2 separate regions of the Mus musculus genome follow, and region 2 is linked to region 1. A link is a contact called in public HiChIP or PLAC-seq data. All regions are on one chromosome and are shown on one strand. Each heading gives the region's core, a stretch centred on a gene start, on an enhancer-like site or on the middle of the called end of the contact. The rest is flanking DNA. Distances are from core to core; before and after follow the strand shown. Region 1 holds the start of Hoxc12 (homeobox C12). Region 2 overlaps Copz1 (coatomer protein complex, subunit zeta 1).

Region 1 (2,700 bases), core at 197-2,696:
GAGATGAACCGCAGGGTTGGCTAGAGGATCAGGGGGTGACTAGCTCAGTGCCCTGGGCCCTTTCCCAGACCCTTTCACCCTAGCCCCACACCCAGACCAGGTCATTCCTTTCGCTTCTCATCCTGAAAATGTTTACCCAGACCATCCTCACCAAACCATCACCAAAACATCCTGTTTTCACTCTATGCCTCAACACTACCTTCCATAGTAGTATACACATCTTTTTATGTTCCTACCTCAATTCTTCCAAACTATCTTTTATTATTATTATTATTATTATTACTACTACTACTACTCCCACCCCCACCCCCACCAGTACCACCATCATTATCATTATTATTATTAAATTTTCCTGACCCTTACAACTTCTGGAACTACAGATCCCATCAGTTAGGAAAGTTGTGGGCGGGTGGTGAAGAGTAAATCATGTTGATTGCGTTTCTTAAAATAAGAACTGTGAGAAACGGGGGCCTATGGCTAAGCAGAAGGAAAGGCAACCTGAAAAATAGGAATGGAATCTCCTTCTCCACCTCTTTACTCTTAGGCTTGGGGAAGTCCCCGTCAGAATCCCTGTACTCTGGAGCTCCCTGACCCCTACAGCCACTAGGAGCGGAAAAAGGAAATCTCTCCAGGTCTTTTATGGGGATATTTACATGTTTATAGGGTCCCCCCCCCACACACACACTTCTTTTTAAAAGAAGCCCTAGCTCACAACACATTCTGTCACCCTAGGCAGTTCCAGCTCAGGCCTCCCCTGCCTAAACTAGCAAGACGTCCTGTCAGAGTAAGCATCACAAGTGGGCTGGGGTCCTTACCGCTGGCTGAGAGCCCGCCGCCTGGGTTCAACGGCGAAACCAGAGAGCCAGGGTCACCAGCGCTGGCGCTCTTATTGCCCTCGTTGAGTAGGGACGAACTGGAGTCGGATTCCAGTGACTGGCACGAGGGTGGATCGTGGGGGGGTCCCGTGCTGCCGTCGCCACCGCCGCCGCTCGCCGTGTAGTCGTACTTGAAGCCGAGCGCAGGTGGCCCCGACGGCTCCAGCTGCAGTAGCGCTGCCCCGGGTCCCGCTCCGGGTTCGCGCCCGCGCTCCTCCCGCTTTAGGCCCCCGCCGCCGCCCTCAGCGCAGGGTTCTCGGTAGTAACCCTTGCTATCCTCCACGCGAGCCAACTCGCACGTGCGGCCGAAAGGCGGGTTGAGAGACACGGGACTGCCGAGATAGGGCTGTGGGTAGCCATTGCACGGCTCGGCCGACGGCCAAGGCAGCGAGCACACGTTGTCGCGGCGTGGGTAGGACAGCGAAGGCAGCCCCGGGAGTTGTGCCCCTGACGCGCGGAAGTTGGGGAAGTAGAAGGTGTCTCCTGTGTGGATATTCACCAGCGGCCCCACAAACCCAGGATTCAGGAGATTATGCTCGCCCATTTCCGCGGGGCCCGACCGGCTGCTTCTACTTTATTGCTATCTGACATTAAACATAGTTAAACCTGCACCAGCCACCCATTGGCCGCTCTACTCACGTGGGCGCTACCGCCAGGGGGAGGGGTGGGGACAACCGAACCCCCCACCCACATTCCCCGCACCAACTCTACTTCCCCCTTCCCCAATCCTGGGTGGAGATGGGGGAGCGAAAGGCAGGAACAGATTTATTCGTAGGATTCTGGTTTTTAAAAAGTCATATAAAACCTTAACGCAGACGGGGAAGCGATCGCTCGACGCGGGGCAAAACCAAAAAAAAAAAAAAAAAAAAAAAAAAAAAAAATAGCGCCACCAAAAATATCCGCACATACACACCTCTGCACCCTGCACCCCTCCCCAGATGTATTATCTTATCACCAACAGCTGGCCGAGCACAGCCCGTCCCTCTTTAATTAGCTCCTTTATTAACTAAAACCGTTGGAATTTACAATATCTCCCCAATAAATTACTATTAGATATTGTGTCATATAAAGTTTACTGGCTGTTTAAGGAGACGGATGAGCCCTTTGGCTCAGGGTTTATTTACAGTAGAGGCGAAGTGGGGGTGAGAACAGGTTTTCCTGCAGCTATCTCTCAGCCCTGCCAGCGCTGCGCTGCTGCGTTGTCTCCATTGCATTTTCTTCTAGGGGTATGAAAAGATACTTGAGGTTCTTTCACTCGAGAAAGGTGTAGAGGGGGATTGATCATTCTATCTCTTCTGTACCCCTAACTAACCTTAGCCTCCACTAAGGTTCCATCAGTAGAGGAAGAACCGAAGGCAGAGAGAAGAGCAAATGAAGGTGCTGAGTTTGGTGCGGACCTATTTTCCTGCTCTTGAAAATCTAGGGGTGGCTTGAACTGCTTTTCGGCTGTGACTTCTAGGTACTGGGAGCTTCTAAGAATCTCCTCATCTTTATGACAGGAGGCTGTCAGCCCCAGCAGAAACTGGCTGGCCCAAATGATTACATATTCTACAGCAAAGGAGATTACCCTACAACCTGCAGGCTGACTGTGGGGCCAGTATGGAGCAGCGGCCAGGGGTGAGTTGCCTTCTGAGGTGGGACAAGAGTGAGGGGAAAATCCGGAGAAGTATCCTGTTGAGAACTCAAATTTTTATTTATGATGCTTCTTCTAGAGAAGGATGGGAACCTAGCACTGGCTGTTGATTATAATGAACATCTGCAAGTCAACATTGGGATTCCCAACTGGGGCACCGGTAGACCAGCTCACCAAGAGAAGAACCAGCTC
Region 2 (2,700 bases), core at 10-2,509, 360 kb before region 1:
TCACCCTTCACCCACCCATTCCTTCTTTGGTCAAAGAGGGAGCTAGAGCTCACCCAGCAAAGGGTCCTGCAGTCGGAATGGGGTGAAGCTGCCTGGTCATGGTGGGAAAAGAGGGAGCACGCATGGGCACCAGGGGAGGGAGGGAGGGAGGGAGGGAGGGAGGGAGGGAGAGAGGGAGAGAGAGAGAGAGAGAGAGAGAGAGAGAGAGAGAGAAGCCTGAAGGGGCACTTGAGGAAGAGACTGCAGCAGTAAATCACTCTGTGGGGGGGCTCCCTCTGCCTGAGCTCAGTGGGGTGGGGAAAAGAGAGACAGTGGGGTAGGGGCAGCATGGGGAATCGCCACATCTGGCAGGCAGGTGTCTGGCACTGTTCAGGCTGTAGTCTCTTTCCCAGCCAAGGGGAAGAAGGGAGGAGGGCCTCCTAAGAATCCCCAGGGGAAGAGGGAAAGGTTCACAAACAGGAGGGGGAGGCAAACCAGACAGTCCAAGTCACTGCTGTTTTTGTTTTAGTTAGTGCTAAGGATGGGTTTGCAGAGTCCCAAATGAAAGTTGCTCACCAGAGGACGGGGTAGGCCAGGGCACCAAAACTTCAGTCTTGGTGGGAAACAGAAGGCTGGAGAAACAAGCATAGAGAACTCAAACGGAAAGAACTACGCTCCTGTTGATATATCTGCTCACGGAAGAGGCCTCAACTCCGTTCTAACTCTGCTGTCCCAAGCCAAAGGATATACAGGCCATGAGGAGCAGGTTGGGCTATATAAAGCTGGGCACTGCCTCTCACAGACCATACAAGCAAAGATAGAGGGCATCATAACTCTTCTCCCACCAGGCCTCCAGCTTCCAGTACAGGGCCCCAGGCAGGAGTGGTCCAGCATTCAGCTGTCTATCTGCTTAGAGGGATCCTGGGCCCAGGTGCTTCACAGCTGCTGTGCCTAAGGTTTCCATAAAAGGAGGACCATACATAGGCTTCATCCCGTGTTGCAGAGGCTCTTCCCATTCTGCTTCCCTCCTTCCCCTTTTCCTTGTCCGTCCTAGGTTTGCAGACCCATGCTAGAACAGTAGATAGAGGTGATAGAAGAGACCCTACAAATCTCAGGGGAGAGGAGGAGTCCCCGCATTGCCCCCTCCTTAAAATCCTGCAGAGGAAGGGGGAAAGAAAACCAAAGCATTCTCCTGTCGCCGCAGCAACCATAAAACCCCCAGCTAAATCCATCTTGTGAGCTCACCGCCCCATTAAGATGCAGGGCCAGGCTCTGCGCCAGCCCAGCCACATTCATTTGTGCGAATAAAGGTAGAGAAGGGGGAGGGGAGCAGGCTCTGGAGGGATGGGGAAATGGCGAGAAGAGGTTATTTACACCACCGTCCTGACCTTCTGGAGCAGCGCAGGCTCCGATAAATAACCCGCTCAGCGCCGTTTCGGAGGAGTGGGAGGTGCGGGAAGGGAGCAGGGGCTGGAGGAGAGCCTCCACGCAGGTGCGCGTCTCCGGGTTACTAATGGCTGAGGCGGGAGCAGGCAGCTGGCTTTGGGGGTGTGTGGGGGAGAACTCAGTTCCCTGAGTCTCCCACTGAGAAAATACCATCCCCACCCCACCCCTGGCGCCAATTTCCAGGCGAGGGGACTAGAGATGCCAAGGAGGCAAACAGCCCTGTAAATTAGGGGTAGGGGGGACTGCTGGGGAGTCTCTGAGGTAGAAAGGAAGAAATATTATAAGAGGTGGGGTGCGGGGGCGTGGGGGTGGTGGCTGGAGGAACAGGAATAGCTGCCAAAAAAGGGAGGAACAGAGCCATCACACAAAGGCAGTTTGGAAGAGATTCACTTTATTCCTAAGCCGCACAGCAGCGTACAAGGTGGACTTCGCCTGACTCCATTTCTTGCAGAGGCCGCCTCCAGTCTGCCCACTTCAGCCAGTGCATGGGCCAGAATGCTTGCTCAGAAACGTTTTTTCCTAAGTCATTTTCACAGGGATATGGGATCAGGGAGCAACATTACACCCAAGAACGGGAATCCAAGCCTCAGAGGAAAGGTACTGCACCAGGTCCTCCATTTCCAGGGAAGACTGATGCAGAGAGGGGGAACTCAACAACAGATTGTAGAACCAAAGCAGAGAAATATGTGAGTGTGGCGCTGAGGAGAAGGAACACGGCAAGGCCAACGTCATTACGGCTCTTTCCATCCTCAGTTCTGAGCAGAAACTTTTCTAGGGACTAAAGTAGTTTGGGTTCCAAGGTCTGGCTTTGCTCCAGGGTGACAGAGGCCACAGGCAATGATCTCACAGGTTCTACAGGCAGAGAGGTGTGGTACAGGCCTAGAGAGATGTTCTCAGGACCATGTGCAGGTACAGCAGCTTTGAGGCTAAAGGCCAGATCAAAGTTGAGGCTGAGGGGACTAGCTCCAAGGGCCTTTAAATCACTGTTCCTCTGCAGCTTGTCCCTTCCCTACAAGCTGTTCCCATTTCTTCTAAGGCAGAGGATAGGGCAGCAGGAAGGAGAGAAGCTGAGGCAAAGAAAGTATGGCCTCTGCCACTCCAAACCCACTTGTGCTGAAGTTAGGAGTCCTCCATTTGCTGGCTATATGGGCTGCTGGGATGAGGGCCCTTAAGGCACAGGGAAGAAAACACTCAGCACATTCTTTCTCTTGCTTTGATGATCTGAAGTACAGCCACAGTAAAGGGCCAAGAAACCAAGGAGAGAATGGGGGGTGG

What was found. HiChIP or PLAC-seq counts read pairs in DNA pulled down with a chosen protein or histone mark.
Region 2: a contact with region 1 is called in an H3K27ac HiChIP or PLAC-seq map of differentiating embryonic stem cells, with 3 times the contacts expected there. The contact joins the enhancer-like site here to the promoter of Hoxc12 in region 1. A contact is called at or near these places in 5 of 39 promoter capture datasets (cranial neural crest, embryonic stem cells, frontonasal cranial neural crest and 2 more), 1 of 484 Hi-C or Micro-C datasets (embryonic stem cells), 7 of 115 datasets of contacts at active chromatin or transcription factors (craniofacial prominence, differentiating embryonic stem cells, embryonic limb bud and 4 more) and 1 of 9 other capture datasets (embryonic stem cells).

The regions. Positions count from the first base shown.
Region 1 is chr15:102,935,572-102,938,271 of GRCm38.p6, reverse strand. Hoxc12 (homeobox C12) reads right to left here and starts at 1,446. Exons shown (of 2, transcript NM_010463.2): 1 at 816-1,446. The coding sequence starts at 1,419.
Region 2 is chr15:103,298,965-103,301,664 of GRCm38.p6, reverse strand. Copz1 (coatomer protein complex, subunit zeta 1) reads right to left here. Exons shown (of 9, transcript NM_019817.2): 9 at 1,800-2,700. Among named protein-coding and RNA genes, the nearest start is that of Gm41406, 9.8 kb to the right of the region's middle. Within about 2 kb of position 1,259, at least 115 of the 459 cell types and tissues checked have an H3K27ac peak or open chromatin away from gene starts, as enhancers often do. A contact at or near this core is called in craniofacial prominence, differentiating embryonic stem cells, embryonic limb bud and 2 more, where this site is marked.